Linked DNA regions of Mus musculus: region 2 is linked to region 1. Evidence: chromatin contacts called from public promoter capture Hi-C data. All regions are on one chromosome and are shown on one strand. The core of a region is the stretch at or near the end of the contact, and the rest is flanking DNA. Distances in the headings are between cores, read along the strand shown.

Region 1 (6,700 bases), core at 94-2,593:
CATCCTTTCAGCTTATTAGGCACGCCCCTCAGAACCATGGCTTTAATTTGATTATCCAATCTTATATTTCATGTGAAAACAAAAGTCTTCACTGGAATGTTAATATTGAAATAGAATAAATGGAAACCATTTCTGAAATCATTAGCAGAACTACCATGAGTCATCTTACTTAGGCTGGCTCTATGGAAACACATCTCCCACTTTAAAGGAACTATAAGAAGTTCATTATTCATTTATTTTTGATGCCTCAATTTATTCACAGAAATATGTAGAAGGTTTATAGCTTGGTCTTTTTTCACTGAAGCTTGTCCCCCAAGAGAAGTATTGTTAGCACAGTGGTAAGCCTTCCATGTGTATTAGATAAAGGTGGTCAATAATGCCCAATCTGAAATGAGAGCAGATAAGGACGTTCACATGGCTTAATTTTAGAGATGAGGAAATTTATTGATGTCAGAGGGAAGGGTCTGTTGTTTACACTGTTTTAGGGCCCAGTTTCTGTTTCTTTTCTTTGTTATTTGATGGCTCACATTATGATCTCATATTATCAATATGTGTGCTTGTACAAATCTCTTTTCAAAGTCTTCATGTATGAGAATTCTGGGTTTTAGATTATTTATAGTCATGGCTTTACAGCCTCATCTCTGACTATAATTCCTTCTCATATGAAATCTCAAAATATATGTATAGATTTTTCGCATGGGAAAATAACAAATGCAGAAAGATTCTTTTGAAATTTATAGGTAATTTTTTCACTAGCTGCCTGTTGGTCATAACTCTTCCTTCAAAAAGTACTATAAATATTTCCATAACTCTTTTGTAAATGAATGACCCTTGCCATCAAGGGATCCAGTCAGTTAACCAATCTTGGCTTTTAAATTGATTTTAACGACTTTACCAGATTGCCTCTGTGGTCTCACATCTACTGCAGTGAAAGAGTAGAAACCTGATTATGAGCACAGAGGAATAGGTTTTGAGAGAGATAGGGAGAAAGTCAGGGTGTGGATATCTAGAACACTGGAAGAGATGAGTAGAGGGAAGGCTAAAATCCACCCCCATCTTCTAGGTTTAAATGTTTTCTCCAACCAATGTACCATTCGGCTCAGATGGGAAGCAAACAGATGCTAGATCGAATGTGTGAGCTTGTAGGCAGACCATCATTCTTCAGGTTCAATTTTTTTTCTTTTTGACATTGTCTCATTCTGTAGCCTTGGGACCCATGGCTATCCTCCTGTCTCAGCATGAAAAGCTCTGGAATTATACATTTGAGCCACTATATCTGTTTGAACAGAGACACTCTGGCAGGGTAGAAGGGTGATTTCACCGAGAGGGATGAAATTCTTTAGGCATATGGGCAAAGGAGCCTAAAAATAGTTGAAACAGCTTACACCTCTCCCCATATAAACCATCCATGCTGCAGTTGGAGCTCGTGATGAACTCAGAAGCCATATGGCTCTGAAAAGAACTAAAATTCCAAAGCACATGGAGGTTGTAGTTTTAGCCAAAGATAGATTACTAATTTTGACTCCATTGATTAAACTGAAATTTCATATCTCAAACTTCAAATACATAATTTATTAGAGTGTGTTGATTGGTACTTGGTCAATTGTTTTCTCAGTGGATCTATATGGTGACCACAGTGACTCTGGCTGTGTGTCTGTAGAGTAAACAGTTGACTTCACATGCATTTATTTGTTGTGTAATTAAGCAAGTTACTTGAGGCTGGAAACGTGAAGAGCACTGGATACTCTCAGAGGACCAGGTTTTGATTCCCAGCACCCACATGGAGGCTTTCAATCATTAACTCAAGTTCCAAGGGATCTGATGCCCTCTTCTGGCCTCTATGGACATTGCATACACATGTTGCACAGACATACATGTAGGCAAAACAACATCACACATGAAATAAAAATAAATAAGCCAAAGGGGGCAAGTTACTTGTTTTACCATCGCTATTGTTCTACCTGCTAATTGCTCACAACAGTAAGATGTGATTGGGTTTATGTTAAGGTGAGATATATCGTCCATAGTATAGTATGTAAGGATAGCAGGAATAGTCCTAGATAAGAAGCTTGGCACACAGCGACTCCTTAGGGATAACCATCACACTCTGTAAAGGAGTCTGTTATAGCTCCTAGACTAGAGGTGTTTATACATTTCTTGACAAAAAGTCAGGAAGCAGAGGAGACAACACATTTGGAAGGTTTCCAGGTGCCCTGCTCCTTGTGTCTGATCCATACTCCTGTGGGAGTGACTTCTTGTATGCTTTCTTGCCCTTTTGGTTTTCTGACAGAAGTTAACATGACCGGACTTGCTTTTGAGTTTCTAGGATCCCTCTTTTCATTTTCATCCCAGGAAATCTGCCTTAGTAGTCAAGGCACATTAAAAACGTTCCCTCTCCTTTGCTTAGAGAAATGATTTCAGTGAATCATACGTTCAGGTTTTGAAATTACTCAACCACAACCTGATAACCTGACCTAATAATTTTCTCTCTTTTTCTTACAAAGGGAAATGTATGAATTGTGTTTATCAGAAAAGCTTACTAGCTATTTTTATGGACACTCATTTTGTATTTTTCAAATGTTTTACAACAAGCATATGCAATTTTTGTACTTAAAATTCTCACTTGCATACATGATATTGGGCTTTTGCTTAAAATTCTGCCTATGAGTCCTAGCTCTGAACATATTGAAAACTGGATAAAAATGATTTTGTAATTTTACAAATATAGTTACACCCCTTGAAGACATTGCAGTCAGTTGCTGAGAGACCTACTAAGTTCTTGGGAACCCAGGAAACAAGGTTATTAGAGCCCCAAGAGTATCTTTTCTCAGTTAACATCTGGAGCTTCCTGAAGGGCCAAGATCAAACCTTAAAGAATTTAATGTTTATTGTTTATAAATCATATTCTCATTCTATGTAACTCAGTCAGAATTTCCACTAGGGACATCACTGAACTCTTCCACAGACTTCCATATGGGAATTCTCAGTAATATAAGATGGGAATCTGGCCTTCCCGGACTTCACGAAATGTTTGGCGAGGGGAGTGTGAGGTCAGCTAAGTTATTTTACTTTTATTTTTCTGAAGTCATCTGGGAAATGTTGTTTTATTTTAGGCAAAATTTTATATATTTTAAAATTATAGATGCTCTTAAATAGCAGGGTCTAAAAAGTACAGTATTGGTATTTAGTCTAATGGATTTGCAGCAGGCGTGAGAAGATAATTGTCAAAGCTTTGAAATTTAGTTTCCTTTTATGTGCTTCCAACAATGATAGAATCTTGGTATCAAATGCCAGGTATAAGGTGGAGTTTAGAGTTAAAGGTCTTTGACTAACAAAGTGGCTCTTTTATAACTGGCAGAACTATACATTTATGAGGAATTTTTATCAGCAATACTTTGCATAGGTCAGCTGTAGAGAGTCCGCTTTGTTTCACAGACAAATTAAAAAGTGCTGTACTGATGTGAAATATAGCACGTTTCCTCAAAAGGCCAAAGAACTGTCAGCGCTGCATAAAACGGTAAAGGTCAGCTCCTAAAATAGGAGCCACAGCCCTTCAAACACAGATGTTATTAAGACGACAAGATCTTAATAGTCAGCCCATAGGATAATGACAAGGTCAGCTCACTACAGTATCCTTCACTTTGACTTCACAAAATTGCAAGCATTGAATACCATCAGGATATTTTTGTGGAACTTTGGTGATACGGGTTTGTGGTTGATCCTTTATCATAATTTTCTATTCTACAGAGATATTCTTTTTAAAGAAAATTTATTATTTTTATTATACACTTGTGTTTTCCTGGATGCATGTATGCACATGCCTGGTGACAACAGAGGACAGAAGAGACTGTCAGATCCTTAGAACTGAAATTACAGATGACTATGATCCACCATGTGGGGTCTGCCAACCAATCCCAGGTCCTCTCAATAACCAGCTGAAGTGTTCTCATCAGAAAGCAAATACAAATACTACACTTTTGTGATTGTGTTGATCGTCCTGACTCACTATCTATAAAGTTATATGACTACTACTCTCAGGGAATCAATGTTCTGAAATGGATTCCCACGGGATTTATAATTACACAAAATATTCAGTTTAAATTACAACAAGGTTATTAAACATTCAGTAAATTCAGAATAGAAATAGTAAAACCCTGCCTTGCAGATAAATATTCTTTGGTGAACATGCAACATTGGACAATCATGTAAAACTGAAGAATCAACTAAACTTTCTTTTAAGAATTAAAAACCTGTAGGTGATAAATGCTTTCTCTTGTTACTGCATTTGTTTCTTGCAACACAACAGCTCTGATAAGCAGAGATAATAAATTATAATTTATAGTTGAGGGACTAAAAGCTTAGAAGTATATGACTTTACACGATCAATCAGCTAGTGTGTGATATGTGTGGGATCTTACAACAGCCTCTGATCACTATAACACAATGCTACCTCAGTAGCATGTGCATGTGTTGGATCATTTGGAAGGTGTACATTATTAACATGTCATATAGTAGTTATGACCACATTGTGTTGTGATGTTATTAAAATTAATGGTGTTTCTTCAGTTTTGACTATTCAATTGTTGGTGCTTTATTTCGTCAAAGGCTTATATAAACGGACAAAAGGTATCTCGTGAATGAATGTCTAAAAGGCACTCTTGGACAGAGATCAAATATGCACCATCTACCCCATGTCTGTAGGGCGTTCAGAAAACTGTACAAATGGATCAAAAGACTAGAGTGTTCAACAGTTCCATCTTTTAATACTGAATACTTATATCATAGAATATAAGCTACACATAATGTTTATGTGCCTGGTATAAGAAGTCTTTCCAAATGTCATAGAGAACCCTAAGAGTAATAAATTAAGGTGAACGTGTAAGATCAGAGAAGTCTTTGTGGAAAGAATTGTGTTCTTGAGCATAGTACAAACATTACTTTAAAGCAATTTTAAAAATGATTTTACTCCTTCCTGCACAAGTACCTCAATTGCCAATCTTGAGGAAGAATATGAGTTAGGACAGCCCACAGTCTACATCTGACAACACCTTCATTTACTTACTAAAGTTAAAGTAACTTCAAAGTGGCCCAAGGGAAGCTTGGAGGTCCTTCTCAGACACAGACAAGGACATCTAAGGACAATGCCCTTTGTCATGGAAATACTACTGCAAGGATGTCTCTTAACTCTTCCTTGCGAAATCTCTAACTCTAGACCTGACTCTAGCTCAGGAGCATAGTGCAAAACCTGGGTCACAGAGATATTCATACAGCTCCTGCCAGAAGACACTCCACTGGCTGACAGGTCTCTCCCGTGATGTAATCATTCTTGGGTCCACACAGAATTCTCTGACTTCTTCATGGGAGAAAAAAGGTGAGGTAAACAAGACTGAGATCATGGTTTCTTTAATCTCCTCTGAGATAGTTCATTCTTATTCTTCTGAATTTTGATGGAACTCTTGGAGAGAGGACTGGGAGAGGAGGCAACATTTGGAATGTAAATAAATAAAACAATTTTAAAAAGAGAAATATACAGTATCAGTATATCAAAACAAAACAAAACACTAAAACTTCAAAATATTTAAATATCTTTAGGGGAGGGGGAGGAAAAAGGGGAATATGCTTAAGCATTGGGGGTAAACAGGAGAGAAGCCATGAGGGCTTGAAGAACGAATGGAAATATGCAACCTTGGTGGGTGGGATGTGGGGGTGACCCTCTAGAATATACCAGAGACCTGGGAGGTTAAAGACTCTCAGGACTCAAAAGGATGAAATGCCCAACAATGCAGAGAGGGAACTTGTACAGTCTATCTCCACTAGAAAGACAGGGCATCAAGCAGAGGGATGGAGTTGCCATCCCACAGTCAAAAATTCTGACCCAGAATTGTTTCTGTCTAAAAGAACTGCAGGGACAAAAATGGAGAAGAGACTGAGAGAAATGCGGTTCAGTGACAGTCCAACTTGGGATCCAGCTCAAGGGGAGGCTCCAAGGTCTGACACTATTACTGATGCTATAGCATGCTTACAGAAGGGAGCCTAGCATGGCTGTCTTCAGAGAGGCCCAACGAGCAGTTGAGTGAGACATGGGCAGAAACTTACACCTAACCAATGAACTGAAGTCGGGGACCCTTGTGGTTGAATTAGGGAAAGGCTGGAAGAAGCTGAGGAGGAGAAGGAAGAGGAAGAGGAAGAGGAGGAGGAAGAGGAGGAGGAGGAGGAGGAGGAGGAGGAGGAGGGGGGGGGGTGAACTCATAGGAAGATCAGCAGTCTCAACTAACCCAGACCTCTGAGAGCTCTCAGACACTGAGCCACCAGCCAGGCAGCATACACCACCTGGTCCAAGGCCTCTGCCCATATACAGCAGAGGACTGCCTGGTGTAGCCTCAGGAAAGAAGTTGTGCCTAACCCTTGAGAGTCTTGAGGCCCCAAGGCGTTGGGAGACCTGGTGGGTGTGTAGTTGGGGGCTGGGGACATCTTGCAGATGGGGGTTGGGGGGAGGAGGAATGGAATGAGGAACTGTGGGATGGCAGACTGGCAAGGGGGTAATGACCGGACTGTAAAAAAATAAAAAAATAAAAGTAATAATAATAATAATAAAGAATAAAAGGAAAAAAATAAAATATCTTTAAATAAAATAAAAAAATATAGAGTACACTTGATTTAGGATTAGAAGGTGCAGTCTTGGTTCTAGACATATATACCA
Region 2 (6,870 bases), core at 3,159-5,658, 1.0 Mb after region 1:
TAAACGATACGTGGGAGCTTGTGTGGATGAGTGTATGTTTTGGGGAGGATACAAAAACCTAATAAGCAGATAAATAAAAACCAGATGTTGCAGTTATGTTCCACAGCAGTTAAAAAAAAACAAAAAACAACAACAACAAAAAAAAAACCAAACATGTCAGTTTCTAATTGGTTCTTTGCTTTCTTTTCCTATCTCTAGTGTTTCTAAAATGCCTAAAAACAAGCTTCATAATCAATCCTTTGATTTGACTCTTTTTTTCCCCCACTGACTCTTCCACAATGGTCTGGGAAGAAGGGTCTTATTGTGGAAGAGAAAGAGAATTTAAGAGTATTCGTTTAAAGACTTAGTCACAATTGCACTTGAATATGTTCACAGGCATTTGGGAATGTATCAAATACATAGCGATCTCTTTTCAGTTGTGAACATTAAGAAAACTGCTCATGGGAAATAAATAATAATAATAATAATAAACAACTCTCAAGAATGGGCTGGCTAGGTCTTCCCAGATTCCTACCTCTGGACAGCTTGTGCTGACAGAGGTCAGTCCAGTGGGCTTGAAGAGAGACTCTATCCTTCAGTAACAAAGGGCTCTCTCAACTATAGAACTGTCTCCCAACAAGCAGTTTATAAATACCAATTTTACCGTAGCCATCCAAGTTAAATATTAACAACTAGCAATAGCAAGGCACTTGAGCAAGGATAGCTAGCTGTGTTCTGCAGCCTTGCCAGGCTGCAGTGCACAGCTCTGATTCCCTGGGGTGGTACCTTTTCCATGTCGTCCCAGTTGGTGATGATGCCGTGTTCTATCGGATACTTCAGCGTCAGGATCCCTCTCTTGCTCTGGGCTTCATCCCCCACATAGCTGTCTTTTTGGCCCATTCCAACCATTACTCCCTAGAATGATTCAACATACCACAAGTCAGTGCTTTCCCGAAACGTGTGAATTGATGACTTCTGTAACAGCTGACACAATATAAAGTTACATTTAATAAGAGTGATTCCTTTCATCTAAGATCAAACTCTATGAGGGTGAGTAGCCAGCCAGGGCTTTCTTTTGTCTTAGTTTCTTCCCCCAAAGTGGTAATGGTGTACATAGGGACAGTTTATAACAACCACAGCTGCTGCTGCCACTCTAGTGAGAAAAATGACCACAGTGGCTGTGATCATGTAATCTTTCTGCCTGATACTTAAAATTGGCATTTATTCCTCAGTATTAATTATCACCAGTGTGATGTGTGTGATGTGATGTGTATGTGTGTGTGTGTGTGTGTGTGTGCGTGTGTGTGTGTGTGTGCACCTTGAACCACTAGGTTATATCCCAGACTATCACAGATATGTTTTTCATGAGGTTTTGTAAACTCTGGGTAGAAAGCAATACACAGTTGTGGGATACATGTAGACACAGAGGGATCTAGCCTAAAGTCTTGTCCTCTCCGCGTTCAATGTGAATTATGGCTCACCTGATGTCTGGGACGTCCCACGATGGATGGGAAAACAGCCCTGGGAGCATCATCACCAGCGAAGCCGGCCTTACAGAGCCCAGAGCCATTGTCGCACACCAGGGCTGTGCTGTCTTCCTCTTCACACATAGCTGGAGCAGCGTCTCAGGGTTCTGCAGAGACAGCGAGCGAGAAGCTACTGTAGCGCAGAGCATTTGGCTAGAGCCTAGTCACTCCCACCCACAGACAGGGTTCTTGGTCCTGTTGTGTTATTTTAGCTGGAGGCTCTCCACAGTTCTCAACTAACACCCTTTATCTTGAAATGCTTTCACTAGGCTGTAAAGCCTTTGATGATCCGAAACCCTGACTTCCAGGTTAACACCACAAGTCCTCAGCACAAAGAGCGGGAGTGTCACAGGCTCTTATAACACTCTCAAGCTGGTCAGAGCATTAGTGTGTGAATAGATCACAGAGCACAGATGAGAGATGCAGTGTAGAGAGCAGAGTTCTATAGGGACATATATATATAGTCCCCCCCCCCCCCACCAAAGGTAGATTTTCAAGGAATGGGCAGCATGTGAGAATTTGAAAATGTTAAAATGTTTACTCATATTAAATGTTTAAAAGAGAAAACTTTTGGCTCTAAAGACTTGTGAGCCGGTGAGGTATTAAATATGAATCAAGGCTGGGTGTGATGATGTACACCTATGATCCTAGCACTTGGGAGGCTGAGGCAGGAGGATCACAAGTTAAGGAGCTGGTCTAATATGGAAACTTGGATAGAAATTTCCAAATATGGTGTTTGAAATTTTACGAGTTATAACATTTCTTCATTTATTAAAGTCACTGTTAAGCTGAAAACCCAACAGGTTGCTGAGAGCTATTCTTGTTTAAGACTAATAAGTTACAGAAAGAGACAGAATATGACCTTAATAAAATGTGAGTTGTTCCTCTACCCCCAAAGCTTACTTATTCTGTCCAAAATGTTTACTAGGATTCTTTTGAAGTGGCAAGCATCAGCTTTTGTAGATTTTTTTTCTTCCCTGAGCTCTGGTATCTTCTTCTAAGCTTGATTAACTGAGTATATACCCCTTAGGGTTGTTTTAACAACAATTTAAGGAATTGACATTTAAGCTTGGATTTTTGAGAGCTTCAAAGGACATCCAGAGTGTTGTACAAGCATTGCACGTGGATATCATCAAGTAACTATTATCCCTACCCAAAGATTCTGTTTGCGATCTTGGTTTTCTTTCAACCCTGTCCTCAAGATCAGAGTGAAATCTTCAATGTGTTCCCCTTGCAAGAATGGGAAAATGGGTTTCTTCAGCAGTTTGCTCTTTCCTCTTTCCACTATGCCTTTCCTTTCAGACTCTGAATTATACTTAGCTTCCTTTCCAGTGGATGATAAGGACTCAGAAGAAAGTTTCAAACCACAAGGAGGCACAGAAGCCAGGTGACTGGCAGAGGCAGAAACCACCAAAGGACCAGCAGAGAGTCTGTGTGTCCACTAAGCCTGTTTTCCATACTTAGCACCAGGGCTGCAAATGGGATAAGCCACTTGGAATTAGGATACCCTCTGAAAATGGGGAAGGATAACCCACATAAACTTTTTGTTGGGCAGGATGGCTTAAGGTTGTGCCTTAGTATATTCAGAAAAATAAGCTACCTGGTTTTTAAAAAAATGCAGGAAAAAATACTGTCAAATTCCGTAAAGATGTATTTCTATTTCATCAAAAATATCCAGGAAAAAATTGTCTTATTAAGCTCTGAAAGGAGCGTTGTCACTGGAGAAGAAGTCTGTGTGTTTCCAGAGGACGCAGCCGCTGTGGTTTGCAACTCTTATCTAACCTGAATGAGCAGCTCGGTTTGAAGCGGGGAGCATTTCCTAATTAGGTAAAACACACTGGGCTCCAGCCTCTGCTTTTGGAACTGCACCGGGGCGGGGAGTTTGGTGCAGCCCAGTGGAGCTCATCTGGTGCCAAAAATGAATTGTTGGGGGGAGGGGGGAGGGGAGGAAAGGACAGTACCCTTCCCAGCTTATGAGTCTCAAATGCAAACCATATTTAGTCATGAATCACAAAACAGGAGGAAAATCTTATCGAGAAAACTCCATTCCCTGATGAAGCTACCGAGCCCTGAGTTACAATGTGGGGTGGCAAGGCTGGTTCCACAGATACTTAAGCGGCTGAGGGACACGTGAGGCAGAGAAATGCAAATCAGATCTCCCCTGGATGAGACACTTCCTCCTTTCTTTGCAGAAAGTAGAAAAGCTATGCTATGCTGCAAATGACCAATGGCATAGGTCTGACTTGTAAGGGCACCAACACACTCACAAGATACACATTTCCAGCATAGGACACCAGCTCTTAGAGCCCCGGAAACCCAGAAGCAATGCGTCCACTCAGCCAACATCAGAGAGCAGGCAACTACCTCAGTTCATTCCTGATATTCACTTCCAGTTACCTCAGCTGCACTAAATACCTCATGCTACATCATGATACATCCAAAAGTTTCCAACTTTTGCCTAAGTAGAAACAAACGTATAATTTACCACATACAGCTAGACTCCACCCCTACAGTACGCTGCGGGATCAGAGCAGTTGGTTTAGTGTAAACAGGTTTTGCAGATGACACACATGAACAAACTTTAATTTTCTATCCATTTCCTTTTCCAGTAAATCAAGCGTTGTTTCCAGTAAATCAGCCCTATTCGGATGTAAAATCATGCAAGCTAAAAAGCTACAATCATTTTAACAGTATAAATCTTTATTCAAAAATTCAAAACACGTGAGTCATTCAGATTCCCACAGACAATGTCTGGCTACATTGGATGATAAAAGAGCCTGGGAAAACTCGAAGTCATATCCCTGGGCTGGGGCTACTTACCCTGACAGCGACTGGCTGGGCTTCTCCACTCTGGGTGGGTGGTGTCCCGGGAGGCTGAACGCTGAAGGGTTATATAGCCCCTTGCTCTGATCCCCTCCCACTCGCTTCCCAAACAAGGAGCAAAGACGGGCTGAAGCTGGCCGTTCACTCTAACACAACCATATAGGGACCTCAGCACAAAACTCTCTAATCTGGGTGGCCAGAGGCCTGGGTCTCTTCCACTGCATTCCTCTGTTCTGCTCCCGAAACAGGAGGCAGCTCAGCTGCTTATGGGGATAAACATCCTAAGCCCTCAGAACAACTGCTCAAATGCCCAGACACTGGGCTAGTGTCATGGGACAGACGCAGGCACGGTTTGCACATTCCTCAGAAGATGCCAGCCCCTGTCTGGCTAGTCTTTTGGGCCATTAGCTGAGGACTTGGATAAGGAAGGGCCTGTCTCTGACTAGCTGCGATTTTTAAGCAACACTGTTGCAAAAGGTAGCCTAGATCAAAAGATGCTTCGAGTCACCCATAAATATGCAGAGGAGTCATGTTTTTATGGAAGCTACATTGTACTTATACATTGTGTCTTTGTGTTGTAGTAATGAAACCAGGAACTGAAGTATGTAGTGAGGATTAACCAGCCTGTGTTGCCCAAAGAGTAACTTAGAAGTCAGAATCACTGTAACTGCTTTAACCCTTAACATTCCGCATGTTGCTGGCTTTTTACTGACCCTTAACAGCATGATTAAGGACCATCCTTTGCCCACAGAGATCACCAGTCACCCTGTCATAAAAAAATAAAAAAAAAAAACTTTGTAAAAGAAATTTGAAATGTTGAAATGAAGCCTGCTCACTCTCCTCCATGACTATGAGCCCACTGGACAGAAACAGAGATCAAGTGACCTCAAGTGACCCTATCATTCTTCAAAGGCATCAGATCGTTGGCTTTGATGGACAGTCAGTGACTTTACATTTCTGTACTTTCCTCCTGCAAGCCAAGGTTCTGATTCCATTCACGATAGAGATATTTTGGATGGATTCTGGGAGTGCTTCTGAACTGTGCACATGTTAGGGAAACCCCAGGGTGAATGGCAGCAGCTGTCCACTCACGCTCCCACGGCTCATGCACTTGTTTTATGGTGTCCACCTGAGCGCATGCATAGTTTTCTTTGAGAAATTACACTGGTGACTCTTAGGAGAATCTAATAGTTGCTAAACAATGATGTGGTTTCTTTGTGTTGCTCAAGAGTTTTCTACTCTGTATCTGGTTTCTATCGACTAAGAAATACATTGTCTGCTCAAATACAGAGATCGCATAGTATAAGACAGAGTAGGACATTTATGATTAATCCAATGGGTCCTTATCATAGGCATCGTGTAAAGCAAAATTCCATGTTTTGCTTTGGTTTTGGTTTTGGTTTTTACTTTAGTCCCAGGCACGGATCTCTGTGTTGATGTCTTGCTTCAGGAGTGTTAGAGTGTTGTCTTGGTCACTTCACGAGCTGGCAATTCCTTTAAAAGACAAGAAAAGAGCTTTGATAATATTATAACTTTTTTTGTTTATAGTGGTTGTCTTTTTCAGTAATCAGAATATTAATACATGAATAAGGTTTAAGTTTTCTTGTTTTGTTTTTGTTTTTTAAGAATTAGAAAAAGCAATTTGAAGTTACCAAGGAGGATTTGCTCATTTTTTTTCTAAGCAAGTAATTAATGGTCTTGCTGTATGAGTTTGAGATTTTATATCCAACTCACGTCTCTTCCGTGAGAGAAAGCCCCATTGGATAAGTGTGTACAAATATACAAGCAGAGTTCCATCCAGTGCTTAGATAACTCCCAGAGTTGGCAGCCATGAATGCAAGGAGTTATGGACTGATTAGAGGGAGCACATCTGGTCATTTGGTTGCAGTTCAGGGAAACTATAAAATAAATCCAAGCTATAAGCACTCATTCAAGAGTCATCTCCAGTTGCATTGCTCCAAGATATCACAGAATGTCTTGGTAATGTGATTTAGTGATGATTTACAGTACAGCCCTTGAGAATTGGAGACCATTTTAGTCCTCACTGGGACCCAGTCCAGAGCTGACTTAGCATGGTATTGCTGAGTTAGCACTGGTACTTACTGGAATGCCCAGCATCAGCAATGCCTGATGCAGTAGCCACTAGACACATGCAACTACTGACCACTCAAATGTGTAGAGTTGACATTTCTATTTCATTTCATCTTTGCTTTGGTATGTATGTGGGGTGTGCATGCCTTTGTATGTATATTCACATGTGCAGGGGCACATGCTTGTGCATATGTAGGTCTGTGAAAGCCAGGGGGTGATAGGGTTTATACTGCTTGTCTCCATGTGATCTATTAGACAGGATCTCTCACTTGAACCCAGTGCTTACTGATTTGGCTCACCTAGCTAGCCAGTCAGCTCCAGCCAACGCATATCTGCCAGGTTTTTATGTGGATTTGGGGGACCAGAGTTCCAGTCCTGATGTTTGTACAGCATGCATTGTACCCATTGGGACATCTCTCCTCAACCTCATTTCATTTCATCGATATTAAAT

What was found. Promoter capture Hi-C pulls out the DNA fragments that hold promoters and counts their contacts.
Region 2: a promoter capture Hi-C map of hippocampal neurons shows a contact between it and region 1, with 2.2 times the contacts expected there. A contact is called at or near these places in 3 of 39 promoter capture datasets (the 3T3-L1 cell line, the C10 cell line and hippocampal neurons), 1 of 130 datasets of targeted methods (pancreatic cancer cells) and 1 of 9 other capture datasets (adipose tissue).

What each region holds. Positions count from the first base shown.
Region 1 is chr19:33,239,253-33,245,952 of GRCm38.p6, forward strand. It overlaps the pseudogene Rnls. Among named protein-coding and RNA genes, the nearest start is that of Mir3970, 85 kb to the left of the region's middle.
Region 2 is chr19:34,250,965-34,257,834 of GRCm38.p6, forward strand. Acta2 (actin, alpha 2, smooth muscle, aorta) reads right to left here and starts at 4,409. Exons shown (of 9, transcript NM_007392.3): 1 at 4,326-4,409; 2 at 1,461-1,612; 3 at 766-894. The coding sequence starts at 1,589. It overlaps Gm31355 (a long non-coding RNA gene), which reads right to left. Exons shown (of 4, transcript XR_386664.1): 4 at 5,672-5,822.